Linked DNA regions of Mus musculus: region 2 is linked to region 1. Evidence: chromatin contacts called from public Hi-C data. All regions are on one chromosome and are shown on one strand. The core of a region is the stretch at or near the end of the contact, and the rest is flanking DNA. Distances in the headings are between cores, read along the strand shown.

Region 1 (6,935 bases), core at 2,965-5,464:
GACATGTACAGATTGTGCAGAGCCAAATACAATGAAACAATTCTGAACATACAGACTGGGCAGTGTCCTGAAATCTCTGGGTGAATCCAGAGGGCTTCCGAGGACATCAGATGGGCAGATCACTGCTAGGGCTTTCTTCCAAACAATATGTAGTGAGCCAGAGGAAATGCCTTCAGAAGAGCTTGCTGTTCAGCTACAACACCCTGTTCTGTTTTAAAGGGCAATGGGAGGCTCTCCACTGTCACACCTTGAAGCCAGGGGGAAACCTGGGTAGACTTTCACCTTTGCTCATTTCTAGGATTTTTGGTTTTGCTTTGTTTTGTCTTTATCATCAGTTTTGAAATTTGCCCTCTAATCAACAGACTTCCAACATACTATTCATAACACCTGCCAAGTCAAGATGGTCACAGTTCCTCAAGTTGTTTCCTAGGAACTTGTAAGTTGCCAAAACTTCATCCCATTCATATGGGACTTATAGACATGGATATTATGACCTGTGAGGTCAGAGGGCTCAAACGTCACCCTCAGAGCATCCTGTATCTCCTCACCATCTCATTAAAAGCCATGCAGCTTGACTATGCATTCAAGGGCCATAATGACATCACTTCCCCTTATTTTTCAAGCCTCATTCCACCCTGTGTGGTTCCTTTACAAATCACCCTAAACCCTATCCTCAGGAAGGTGAAATTGGGACTTAGGATTTTGCCTCATCATGCTTGGCTGCCTTGTAAATAAACTCTTATTGGGAAACTTTGACAACTGGAAAAACAGGCCTCCTTTGGTAACTATTAGACATTTTTGAGTGACCTATTCTGATGCCATTTGTGCTCCCGAGGATCCCAGGGTCACATTGAAACTACTCTTCTATTAAGTGTCTTCTTCCTGTCTAGTGCTCTATTATTGTCACTCCTCTTCCCTTCTGCTGTCCTGTAGTTCTAGATGAACCAGAGTCCTCCTAGCCAACTTTTAGTCAACCTAGCCTCAAGGCTTCCCTTAGACAGACAGGACTCACAAGCATAGCCTCCTTCCAGGGGTGGTAGCAGCCCAGAGTGCCAGGACAGGGACAAACAGAGAGTGTATTAGCATTCATAGGCCACAGAGGCTTCCAGTGGACCTATACACCATATCAGGTTTACATTTCACAATATACAATGACTAAGGCTTTAGGAAATGCATGCAAGTCTCTCGTTTTCCAGAGGGTAATCACCCTCTACCCACAGGACATACTAAAACTGAAGAGTCACTTATTTGTCTAATGTTAAAGTTCAACTGGGAATCCTGAACTTAGATGAGGTAATCTAAGACTCTGTTGAGTCAGATTTGACTTGGTTGATTGGAAGCTTGGGAAAGCATCCTTCATTTCCCCTTCCCTTCTTCATCCTTTGGAAGGCTACCTCTAGCATTTCAAATTCCACAGAGAAGCCATGCCCAAGCAGTGAAGAAGGTGAAGAAGATGACAACTTTAGATTTTCAGAGCCCAGAACCTCTAATTGTCTTTGTAATGACCTTCCTTTGACTTTAGTTATGTCAACTAACACAAATCACCTACCTTACCATTAGTGTATATCTAGCGCCTGTACCTTGCTTGGGACAGAGAAAAAGAAAGGAGACATTCACTGAGTGAGAATCCCTGGGTAGTTTTCCTCTTTTCCTCCCTATAAGAGCCCTTTGCTACAGTGAGCCTTCTGAATGTGGTCTGTGAAGACATTCTCCCTGTCCCTCTTTTGAATATTGCGGGCCCTTGAACAAACCCATGTCCTACCTAACAACTCTCATTTTCCAAATATTAGCCTTTTAGGTCTTAATTTGTGTAACAGAGGCAATAGTAGGAGCAGCAGTAGGCATGACAAGAGCACTGCAGTAGAGGTAGTGCATAGCAGCCACAGCAGAATAATTGTGCTAATAGCAGCATCCAATCTAGTGACAGTGACATCTACAGTAAGAGAGCAGTAGGAAGAAGTAGCATCAGAAGTATGTATAGCATTAGAGGCAGTGCTGATACAATGAGAGGCTAACACATGGCCTCCATGGCTTCTACATCAGATAGTGTTCTAAATAGACTCCAATTGTAACTTAGTTAATTGCCCAACGCCTTCTTCCTGCAGTGGTGGGTGTTATTATAATCCTCATCTTCCAGGCAAGGAAACACAGGCACTCAGCAGTGAAGTGATTCTTTCAAGACCATACAGTTGAACAGTGTGATGGACTTGGAACTCAGAAAACTGGGGTTCGTAGTTTCAACCACTACACTAGTTACACATTATGCAGCAATCTCCCAGAAAACTTGGATTATGTGATTTTCCAAAAAAGTAGAATCATTTCTTGACCAAAGCTAGGAGGCTTCAGGAACTTCCCCAGTATGGCTGTTCCCCAACCCTGGTCCTGGCTTTCTTTTCCTTGCCTGGTGAAATTGACATGTAAGCCTGTTAGGGACTCCTGTACAGCCAATGCTCCTGTCTGCCCCTGTGCTGGGCTCCAAGTTGAAGAAAGGGGCTCACTCTGACCAGGGAGATAGAGGAGGCCTCTGTGCCCTGCTGTGAGTTAGCAGCTTGCTAGTCAAGGGGGGTTGTTTTGTTCTAGGTGCTCTGTGGAGTGTTCTGTCCCACTATGATACAAACCTTAAAACCGTGGGTTGTCCGGTCATTCAGCACTGCCATGAATTCTTTGCTTTCCAGTTAAATTGAAGAGTAGGAGCCTCAGCAACATGGTCCAAGAGGTCTTTGGTCCTCTCTGAGCACCAGCCTTTTGTTTGCAGCTCTCTGATGCACAGAACAGGCTTACAATGGCTGTCTCAAGACCACACTAGGGTAATGATTCCAGCTGAGAATTGTGCCCCAGCCTAAAAAAATGTATGGAACTGGCCTAGGTATGATTTTAGGATGAAACATTTACCAGCTATTGCTTTAACCTTGCATCCATAACTTGTCCTTTCGGAGTTATGCTTCATCTTCGGGAAAATGTGGGGAGATAGGGAAGGCCTGGCCTGTGCCATCAGAAGGATAAAACTCCATGTCATGATTTGCTTTCTCCCTAGGTTGAAAAACCAGATGCCAAAGTTCAGAGTGACTGAAAGGTACAATCTGAGAAGACATTTTGGAAAACGGGGTCCTGGTTCTGTGTGTAAGCCTTGCTACCTCTCTGCCAGATCTCGGAGCTGCACACAGTTGTGAGGGTGGCAAGCATCCCCAGATCACTATCATTTTAAAACAAAGAACATTAGCACTCTTCAAAGACTGTGATTGACTTCTCCCCTGCTCTGGACACAGTAGCAAATTCTCAATACACAGAGAACAAGGAAAATGACATCTGAGAGCACAATGCCAGTTCCTGCACTGGAATTACAGTTGTGGATGCTGAAGTCTTACTGAGACTATACTCCACATTGTAAAGGAAAATATGCTCATAGTTTAAAATGCAGAATTTCTAGTGGAGAAATAAAAAATATATATATAAGAGATAGAATTTTTAGCAATAATACAATGTCTGGAACAAAGTACTTAGTATAATGGGAGGCACTCAGAAAATCAGGCAGATAGTAAAGCAATATAGGATAAAACAGACATTCAATTTTATCTAGACTGAACTCTAGCAGCTGAGCACACACAAATAAAAGCCATTCGGATGTCTGTGGTTATGAAGGTTTTTTGTTTGTTTGTTTGTTTGTTTTGGTGAGGCTGAATTCTCCTCACATTACTTTTGGAAGAACACTTAGCAGTTGACCATATCTTTCTTTGGGTAAAGCCAGTAGCTTGATGGGGTATGGGGATAGTGGAGATAAAAGGCTGTCCATTAACTCAATGTACTGAGAGAGAGAGAGAGAGAGAGAGAGAGAGAGAGAGAGAGAGAGAGAGACAGAGACAGAGACAGAGAGACAGAGACAGAGACAGAGAGACAGACAGAGACATAGAGACATAGAGAGAGAGAGAGAGAGAGAGAAAGAGAGAGAGAAAGAGAGAGAAAGAGAGAGAGAGAGAGAGAGAGAGAGAGAGAGAGAGAGAGAGAGAGAGAGAGAGAGAGAGAGAGAGAAAGAAATGTGAACTGAAATCCCGGCACACTTACAGATTTTATTTTTCAGCACCAGATTTCAGACCCCAACCAAGGTATCAGATCCTGAATGCTAGGCACATGCTCTGCTGCTGAGTAAAGTCCCCAGCTCCCATGGCAGCGATTTAACCGAAGAGGTGTTCCAGCGAGGAACATGGCCTGTGAAGTATCACTTCCTCTTCTGCCGGTGAGACTGAAACAGGAGACTTGGCTGGATAGTTCATCCAATTGGACTGGTTGCCCCCTGGCTTTTGTGATGTCCGTTCAGGGTCTCATAGTGCCTCTGTTGTACCAGTGTGGTCGGTGGCTTGGGCGGTTTCTCTTTCAGAAGCTATTTTTAGCAGGTTTGGAGTTGTTTTGGTGGCTACATGTGTGAGGCCTGGATAGAGAGCCCAAGGGCAACATCTAGGGTTCATTATAGGATGAACTGTCAGATAAACTGCTGAGGACAGGCTCCAGTCTGGGTAACAGAGCCTCACATTTAGACTGACTTTGGGTTCTGAAGCAACCAAGCACAGGCATCTCAGTAGACACTGTCTGTCTTTGCTCTTCCCAGATTTGGCAACACTGTTGTCTTCATGGAGCCCCTACCTCAACAGCTCTGGCCATGATAACGTGCTGCCCCCTGGTGGTCTGTGGGCAAGGACCCATGAAGGGTACCTTCTCAAAGTTGTCTGTTGCTGGTGAAAGAACTTGCCTTAACTCCAGATAACTTAAAACTGAAGACTGAAAACAAGATATTTGTTATTTGTCTCTCTATTGGGCCAAGAATCTGTGGGGCCTCTCAAGGCTCTGTTACCTGGACCCGCACAACCTTGTTCACTGCGTTGTCTTTTGGAACCTTTGATCACTGTATCCTAAGCTCCCCAAACAATTGAGTGATATCCTAGCCAAGCTAAGCCAGCCCTCTCCCACCACAGGACCTTTGCATATATTACACCACATACTTCATTTTCTTAAGCTTACACCTACACGCTACTTCCAACTGCCATTTCCTGTTGCTGTACAAGCAACCACTTAATCGAAAAGCTTTGTCACCTCTCAGCTGAGGCTAGACCTACCTTCTGCTCCTTGAGTTAAGATGACTCAACACGGCATGTTTGCGTACTTACAGACCTTGACTCTTACAGCAGGAAGCTTGGTGGTCATTGTTCTGTCCACCAGTGTGAGCATAAAGTAGTCAATCATCAAATGAGTGTTAGAGAGGAGAACAGCTCCAAGCTTTTAATGTGACCGTGGGTGTCTTAGTTTCTCAGGTTCTCTAAGAGACCTGCTAGAAAGAAGTTTGTGGTGCAGAGGTGTAATGAGGGCAATGTGAATGGCAGCCAACTGAGTCATTTTACAGTTTTGAGCAAGATATTATACGTTTAATAAATTCAGATTTTCTTACTGGGCTTCGGAGTATGGACCTGAAATCCCAGCTACTGGTTGGGGTAGAAGGATCATAAGTTTGGATTGATTGTGATACCAAGTTCAAGACCAACCTGGACAGAATGAGAATTTCTTGTCCCTAAGTAAAAAAGTAATTTAAACAAAAAGACGGAGGATATAGGTCAATGGTAAAGAAGCTTCCTAACAGGTTCCAGAGTTAATCCCTACGTTCAAATAAATCCAGATTTTCCTTCTGAACTATTTTCTTAGTAGCCTCATATTTGAATTCATTGCCTGGAACTCTCTACTGAGCACGTGTAGAACCACATCAATAGTACCATCGTTAAGACAAAGAGAAAGGTGGATTGGGTACCAGCTGAGCCATACACACACACATACACACACACACACACACACACACACACACACACACACACACACACACACACATAAAATACAAAAGTAAAAGCATCAGGTGAAATTGATAAATTCAGAAATGTTTCATAGCCTTAGGACATGTTTTTCTGCAAGTAGGATGCTATTCCCAGGTCTGAACAGTCAGGGCTAACTGTGGATGAGCTAATACATAGCTCTGATGGGCTATGTGTTCCAGTGAGCGATTGTCTATAATAAACCAATTTAAAATGTTCGTGGCTCAAGACAGTAATAGTTTGTTACTATTCATGATGCTGCAGGTTGGCTTGGCTCAGTTGGATAGTATGACTGCTCCTCCCAGCACTGGAGCATCAAGAGGATGGGACACTGGCTGAGCCTTCCAAGGCCTTCTGTCAGCAGATAGCTGAGCACACAAGACAGAGGGAATGGCACTTCGTATCAGTGATAAAAGCCATTCCTGTCACTAGGAGAGCCAGCACCTTTCCTAACAGCCTCCTTAAGCCTTGTCATCTGTCATCACCTCACTCCCAGCTTCTGCTGACCTTGTCCATGGATTTGGGTTGGAGATGGGGAGGGATCTGAGGAAGGTTGCTGTACATTTATGTCTTAAAATGTTTATCTTGTGGGAATGAAATGGCAGTGTTAGATAAAGCTTTGTTTATGTAGCACAAGCGTGAGAGGCAGACAGCTGGCTTGGGTGGAGATGCTTGCCAGCCTTAGTTTTTCTGCACAGCACTACTCCCTTGACTCAGGAAACTGAGGATCCTCATAGCACATGCTTCAGCATTTTCCTTTGAGAACAAACAAATGGAAAGATTCTTCTAAATCCAAATGTGTGCTACTCCAGCCTTCAAGGATTGCCACATAAAAAAAAAGTCATAGGTCACAAGCAGGGTGACTGCAGTCATGATAGAATTCATCTTCAAGAGCTAAAGGGATCTGCAACCCTATAGGTGGAACAACAATATGAACTAACCAGTACCCCCCCCCCCCCGGAGCTTGTGTCTCTAGCTGCATATGTATCAGAAGATGGCCTAGTAAGCCATCAGTTGAGAGAGGCCCATTGGTCGTGCAAACTTTATATGCCTCAGTACAGGGGAATGCCAGGGCTAAGAAGTGGGAGT
Region 2 (6,935 bases), core at 2,574-5,073, 180 kb before region 1:
GATTTCGAAGGGAGTGTGCTCCTGACACTAGAGAGCAAAAACAGTTTAATAAGCTTCAAAACAAAAATATTTTTCTGAAAGCTGAACAATGCACACTACCAGTGGCCTAATGAGTTAAGACTTTGCTGCAAAGCGCAGCCAAGAGAAGTTATTATTAGTTCTCCCATGACCCAGAAGCCCTTGTTTGCACACCCAGATGGGGCCACACTTCCTAAAACCATCAAAGCCTGCTTTAATTAGTCTGTTAATAGAAACTTGTTGTGAGCCCTTGGTACTCCCTATGGCCAGTTTTTGCCTCCAATCTCCGTTAATTCAGGTAAGTATCACAGTAGCTGGAGGAACACAGTGATTTTGTTAATAAAAATAAGCTAGCTGACTTACCAAGTGCTAACAATCAGATTGAAAAACAGGAATCATTTGGTGATCTTTCCAGCTCAAATGTGAATAACATTATGATGTTTATTCTTTGGCAAAGCCTTCGATGCAGTATACAATGTGTCGTTTATGAAGAAAGTCTTTGGGGGATTGGTATGAGACTTTTGGGCTCCCTGACCAGCTGAGCTCAGCATTCCAGTGGGTATAGAGGATGTACAGAAATACGTAAGGCAAAGGTGAGTAGAGAGAGGGCTCTGCCTGGGAGAGCTGAGAACATACCCTGGTTGAGAGAAGTCACCCTCAGCTTCAGTTCTTTCTTACTCATCCTCACCTGTTTCCCTATTCCTCCTCCTGGCACCTATCTCCCTCGGAAATTGAATTTACTTTGTATTTGGCTTATTTCTCTCCACCCCCACCTACCTGATATTAGTGTTCCTGATCTGAGGTAGATGCTGTGTCTGGTCCTTGATGTTCATTTAATTTTCAGACACCACAAGAGGTGGTGGGTTAGACACTGGGTAGATGGATAAACTTGGGTTCTGGGAGATGAAATGACAGTCACCTGTGGTGGTGACATGGCTCATGAGAAATACAGTAGGATTTGAAGAAGTTTGACCTCAAAGATCATGCTAGCTAAGAACATGATGACAAAAAGTCACATTTCCAACAGTTTCTTCATCAGTTGGGGCAGTGACCATTAAGACTTACCTCTATTCATTTCCTACCCATTCCTGAAGGATGCTCACTTTCTCCAGGATATCTGGTAAGTTTTAAGCCCCCCCCCCCATTTATGTTTGTCAGTCTGCCAAGTCCCATCACATGTCATGCTTCCTGCTGGGTCCCTGCTGCCTACTAGGAATCAATGCTTCAGCTCCAGGATTCTTGTGGCATCTTCTGGCTCAGCCCAGCCTACCATGCCCTTGGTTTCCATTGGATGTCATTCTCTCTTCTTCTAGCTGTCCCCTCCCACCCTCTTCACCTCCAGAAGGGACCTCCTGCCTCCCCATTTTGTTTACACTGGGAGGCTAGGCCTCAGACTGTTTTCTTCATCCTTATGACTTAAATGAGTCTGCTTATTGTGTAGCTGTTATGTGTCCCCACCAAAGTTCAAACTGAAAACTGGCCATCAGTATAACAGTAGAGAGGTGGTGGGACCTTAAGACAGTGATTAGGTTATGGTGATCTACCATTTTGAAGGGATTTGGGCTGTTCTTCCTTTTAGGACTAGGGAGCTGGGCAGATTCTAGAGGAAGTGCATGAGGTCTTACTCGTGAGACCTGATTATTCACCAAGACAGAAGCTTGTCAACAAAGCCATGAGCTTCTCTTGTGTGCTCTCTCTTCCACACTTTTTTATGTCCTTCTGCTTTTCTGCTATTCTATGATACAGTGTGAGGCCTTTGCTAAGTAAAGCTGTCCAGTCTTGGAATTCCAGCTGCACAGTATTATCTAAACAAATCTCCTTCTTTAATAAATCACACACTCTCAAATAGTCTGCTATAGAAACAACAGACCAAGACAGTGCCTTTTCCAACAGTGGAAAAGTATCTCCTCTCTGTTGATATAAATGAGGCTCGGACACAGGTTCCTGGAGGTGCAGTGGGGAGGGGGGCAACAACCAAGCCTACACCAGTGTAGAATCCTGATGTATGGAGAACACTTGCCTCATATGGGGTCTGTGGCTTAGGTTACTGGATTCATACAACCCAAATGTTCTGACCAAAGGAAGGCCGCTTCAGCCACAAGTACACCTGACTCTTTAGACAACTCACATGGCTACAGTGCAAGGCAGAGGCCCTTCACCATTTATTCATAATAGGTTTTAGTGGTCTCTGCCACAGGGTGGTTGTGCCAGAGTCCAAATCCCCTATCCTCAAGTTGGTCCGTAGTGGCAATATTTTGAACACTGGAAGTTTGACAGGCCATATACCCTGTTGTATTCATGATAGCTGAGCACCAGTCCTCCCTAGCCTGGTACCATCACCCCATGTTTATTGAGCTGCAGGGGGAATAAGACATAGCTGACTGGATTGCATGTTTGGTCCTTTTTTTCACTGGGCCTAGTGTTGAGGCATTAATTCCAATGTGCTTTATATTTTAAAAATGATTCTGCTCAATTTTTCAGTGAACCTAAACTTGCTTTGCAAAAGAAAGTCTATAGAAATTAAAGTAAGCAGATTTGACATAGATTATGAATTAAAAAGAAATGAACAGATCATTGTTGTGTTTCCCTGCAGTCCAGTTGGGAGCTACATGGCTGCAGGTTTCTTGCCAACAAATACAAACAAAGTAAAATATTAATCTGTTCATCAGTAGCCATGCAATCAGGGGCTTACTTCGACCTTGGGGCTGAGTCCTGGGACTGCAGAAATAGTGTATATTCACAAGAACAAACATCTTCCCATGGGTTTCTGAGTTAATTGCAGAGTGACCTGGAATCACATGGCTCCTGTCCTTTGGACTCTGCACTGTCAAAGTTATTAAAGTTCTTGGCTGAAAAGAAGAAGTGGAAAAGGTGCTTCGTGCATTCCAGAAGCTTTGCGAGGAACCTCAGACCTCTCTCTTCTATTCTTATGCCCGTGGATGTTACTAGAGTGGTTATAGAATCCAAGCCTGGACTCTATCAGTCCCAACAAGCTAGGGCTGGCCACCTTACTCCAATATACCAATCAAAGAGATATATAATGCACCCATTTACTCCTTGGCACTTCATGACAAAATTGTGCTCTGGATTGTCTTGTGTCATATGAAGGTTGAACTTTATTCTTTTGCATTTGAACATACAGGTGTCCTAATACCATTGTTGAGATGTCTGTCTCTAATCACATCAAATGGTCTTGTCACCTCAGAAGTCCAGAGTCTCTTCCCTTGCATCTCTATCCCACTTGTCAGAATGTTCAATGGTTCAGATGCAAGAGGGTCTCACTAAGACTCAGGTTTTCTTGGCAGGGATCCCAGGTCAGTGCTGAACTTTCTGTCTGGCCTCAATCAAGGCTTTGGGGGAGATTTTGCTTCTTCATATGAACATTGATACACTTGAATCAAAGCAGTGAGTTTTCAGATGAAATGTTCTCAATGTGTGGAAATGACCTGCTTGCATGGGCATTCCAGGAGAATATTCTGGGGTTCTCTGTTCCTAATTCTCTGACTTTCTTGCCTCCTATACCATCCATTCAGGCACATTTCACTCTCTAGGGCTCCATGGAAATGTCTCATCTCCTGGTATGCCAGTTTCTGTTGACCTTGACATTTACTGACATTTTATTTCTTCCTCTGTAAAAGCAAAAAGGACTAGATTCTGTTGTCTCCAAAGATTAGCTGGTGCCTGTCATTCAGCACTAAAATATAACACTGAGTGGTTGCTTCATTTTAGGAGGCAATGAGGCTGTGCAGTTTCCTCTATGAGAGGACAGGTGTGGGTGATCCATTCACCATGGTTTCTGAGCATTGCACTGCCTCCTACTGGCATTAAGAGGTATTGTTTTTCATGTGGCAATGTAAGAGGGTACCCTGGGTGATATAATGGCCTCTCATAGGGTGATCCAGCTACATGCTTGGGATCACACCTCTTTTAAGATATCATTTTCCTAGAAAAGACTGTTTTTACTCATAAGATAGACTGATGGGCTGAATTTTGGGCAAATGGGACAATTTTAGCCTAAAAACAAGCAACAAACAACAAAGCAAATTAATTAACAGAAGCACACATAAATAATGGTTTTCCAGATAGCAGATAAGTTGAGGGAGATAGTGTATGACTTTAATCTCTTTGCTGTGTGTATGGATCTTTGTGTACTTGAGGCCAGTCTGGTCTACATAGCAAATTTCAAGCCAGTTAGGGCCATGACATCCTATCTTAAGAAAAAGAGAGGGGGGGAGAGAGGGGAGAGAGGAAGGGGGAGAGAGAGGGGAGAGAGAGGGGAGAGAGAGGGGAGAGGGAGGAGGGGAGAGGGAAGAGGAAGGAGGGGGGAGGAGGGAGGAGGGAGGAGGGAGGAGGGAGGAGGGAGGAGGGAGAGAGAGAGAATAGATATAGCAGAGAGCCGGCAAGGGAGGATAAGAAAGCCCGAGGGACAGGAAAGAAATGACCATGATGCTTCTGCCTTGAGAGTTTCCAGGTCACAGAACAAGGGGAAGGGAGTCCTGACTAGAGCTTCCTTGAGCCTCCAAATTAAATGATTGAACTGAGAGTTCAAGGAAAGCCAGATGGCTAAAATGTATAGGGCAGAACTCCCAAAAGAAGAAATCTGCATAGATAGAGAAAGCACTTCCAAAGATATGCACAGGGTCTCCTTAATATCCAGAGTTTCTTCTGAGTTTATACATTAGGAAAAAAATGCCAAAGACTCAGGAAAGAAGCCCCTGAAAGGACATGAATGAACGGGGCTATGGGTCTGCCTAGAGTAAAGATTCATCCCTACAGGGTTAGACCTCTTTGTTGAATTAGTAAATGTTTTGGGGGAAATATTTACCCATGTCCTTTGTTTCTGCTGCTTGGCTATAGTAATTTATATATTTCCCTCTCCTCTTGTGTATACAGATATCTTAAGATTGTGTTCAGGCCTCCACATGCACCAATGTGCATGGACTTACTCTACACACTAACACACACACTCAAAGACATATACATAAATACACACAAAAAGAGAAATTGAGAACAAATAATGGAAAAGTCTCCATTCTTGGGTCAAAAGAAAACCTTCTATTCATGAATGGGTGTTAATATTAAGATGTCAATTCCTCCCAATGTAATAGATTTAACTCAATATCTATAAGTATAGCAATGACATTTTTATTATAGAAGTTACAGAATTCCATTCAAACCTTCATATTCACTTCTATGGATTCCAAGTAGCCAGAAGAATCTTGAAAAAGAGAAACAAGGTTGGAAATCTTCCTGCTTCAAAACTTACCATAAAGTTATAGTAATCAAAATAGTGCGGGGATAGTGTGAAGACAAAGATAAAGATGAATAGAATCAAGACTTTCAGGTTTAAGCCTTTTCATGTGTGGCCCACTGATTTTCAAAAATGGTACCATGACCATTTGATGCGATTACAGACAGACCTCCCCAAAAGGGTCTTAGGGAGCCTGTATGTTCAAATGCCAAAGAATGCAGTTCAGCTCTCACACGATACCATATACAAAGTTAATTCAGAATGGATCAGACACCTAAGTGTAAGAGCTAAAACTATATGAAAACGTAGGAGGAGACTAATCAAATGTGACTATAATCAACTGTACATTAAAACAAAGTACAAGGCAATAAAATAAAATGTGCATAAGCTAAAGGTGACCCAAACTTAAAACTTTTCAGGCATCAAAAACAATATGAAGAAAGTGAAAAGTAACCCATTAATTGGAAGAAAATATTTGCAAGCCATGTATTTGAGAGGTACCTTTAATTTTTGAAAAATTAGATTTATTAATTTTATTTTATGTGTGAGTGTTTTCCTGCATGTATGTATGTGCACCACATGTGTTTAATGCGCATGAGGGACAGAAGAGTCATTGCATTCCCTGGTGCCATGTGGATGCAGGGAGTCGATCCTGTGTGGGTCCTCTGCAGAAACAACAAGTGCTCAAAACCACTGAGCCATCTCTCCAGGTCTCCCTTGCTTTGTGAGACAGGGTGTCTCATTGGTTTGTGCTTACCAACTCACTAGGTTGGCTAGACAAGTCCTAGGCATCCCCTCACCCCCGACACAGTCCTGGGATCATAAACACCTTCTAGCATGGCTGGCTTTTATACATGGGTACCAGGCATAGAACTCAGGTCCTCGGGCTTATGCAACAAACACTTATTGACTAAGATATCTCCATAGCCCCATTAAAATATATCTTTTATTGATATTTTACAGCTTTCAATACAAATGTCTTTCACTCTTTTTGATATGTTTATTTTTAATGAGGTTTTTTTTTCTTGGTACTTTTATAAATGGTATTGTTCTCTAAATTACCTTTTCATATTACTCATTATAAATGGATAGAAATACAACTAATTTTTCAATGTTGATTTTTCCACTGGGGCATTTTCTTAGAACTATATGTAGACTTAGGCAGCTAAACTGAATAGAATTATTTAAAATACATTGTGGTCCAACCTTTAGACATAGCTTGATATCATATATTAAATACATGCCCATGGAACAGAGCATTTCTTTCAAACACAGTTTTAATAGCAGTTTAGTATGTTGTTACAGGAGGTTCTTTTCCCTTATCATTAGATATAGTTCCAAATTCTAAACTTGTATAATTATAAATAAAACAGTGATATGCCGTTATTGGGCATACATATTTATGTTGAACTATCTCTTTTCTTAGATTAAATTCTAAGAATTAGAAGGTTAGGGTACAGTGTATTACAGGCCCCTTCCCATTGGCCCTTAAGAAAGATAGCCAGATTCAGTTCTACATGAAACTGGCCATGAACTGTTCAGCTCAGGAGCTCGGGGGGCCATTCTTCATACCATTTGAATGCTCAACAGTTAATGTTTTGTGCTGTTTCACAAGATGGAGGTAATGTGCCCCCAAGAGGAGATGCAAGAGAAACAGAACAGTACT

Evidence for each region. Hi-C and Micro-C count contacts between places; a contact is called where the count stands out from the background.
Region 2: a contact with region 1 is called in a Hi-C map of pre-B cells, with 2.8 times the contacts expected there. The contact joins two enhancer-like sites. A contact is called at or near these places in 11 of 484 Hi-C or Micro-C datasets (bone marrow-derived macrophages, embryonic stem cells, morula and 1 more) and 3 of 115 datasets of contacts at active chromatin or transcription factors (the 230-238 cell line, acute myeloid leukemia and large pre-B cells).

What each region holds. Positions count from the first base shown.
Region 1 is chr2:148,373,255-148,380,189 of GRCm38.p6, reverse strand. Gm39957 (a long non-coding RNA gene) reads left to right here. Exons shown (of 3, transcript XR_866841.1): 3 at 3,035-3,860. Among named protein-coding and RNA genes, the nearest start is that of Gm39957, 15 kb to the left of the region's middle. Within about 2 kb of position 4,214, at least 37 of the 459 cell types and tissues checked have an H3K27ac peak or open chromatin away from gene starts, as enhancers often do. A contact at or near this core is called in pre-B cells, where this site is marked.
Region 2 is chr2:148,555,454-148,562,388 of GRCm38.p6, reverse strand. It overlaps Gm46770 (a long non-coding RNA gene), which reads left to right and starts at 248. Exons shown (of 4, transcript XR_001783504.1): 1 at 248-316. Within about 2 kb of position 3,823, at least 3 of the 459 cell types and tissues checked have an H3K27ac peak or open chromatin away from gene starts, as enhancers often do. A contact at or near this core is called in pre-B cells, where this site is marked.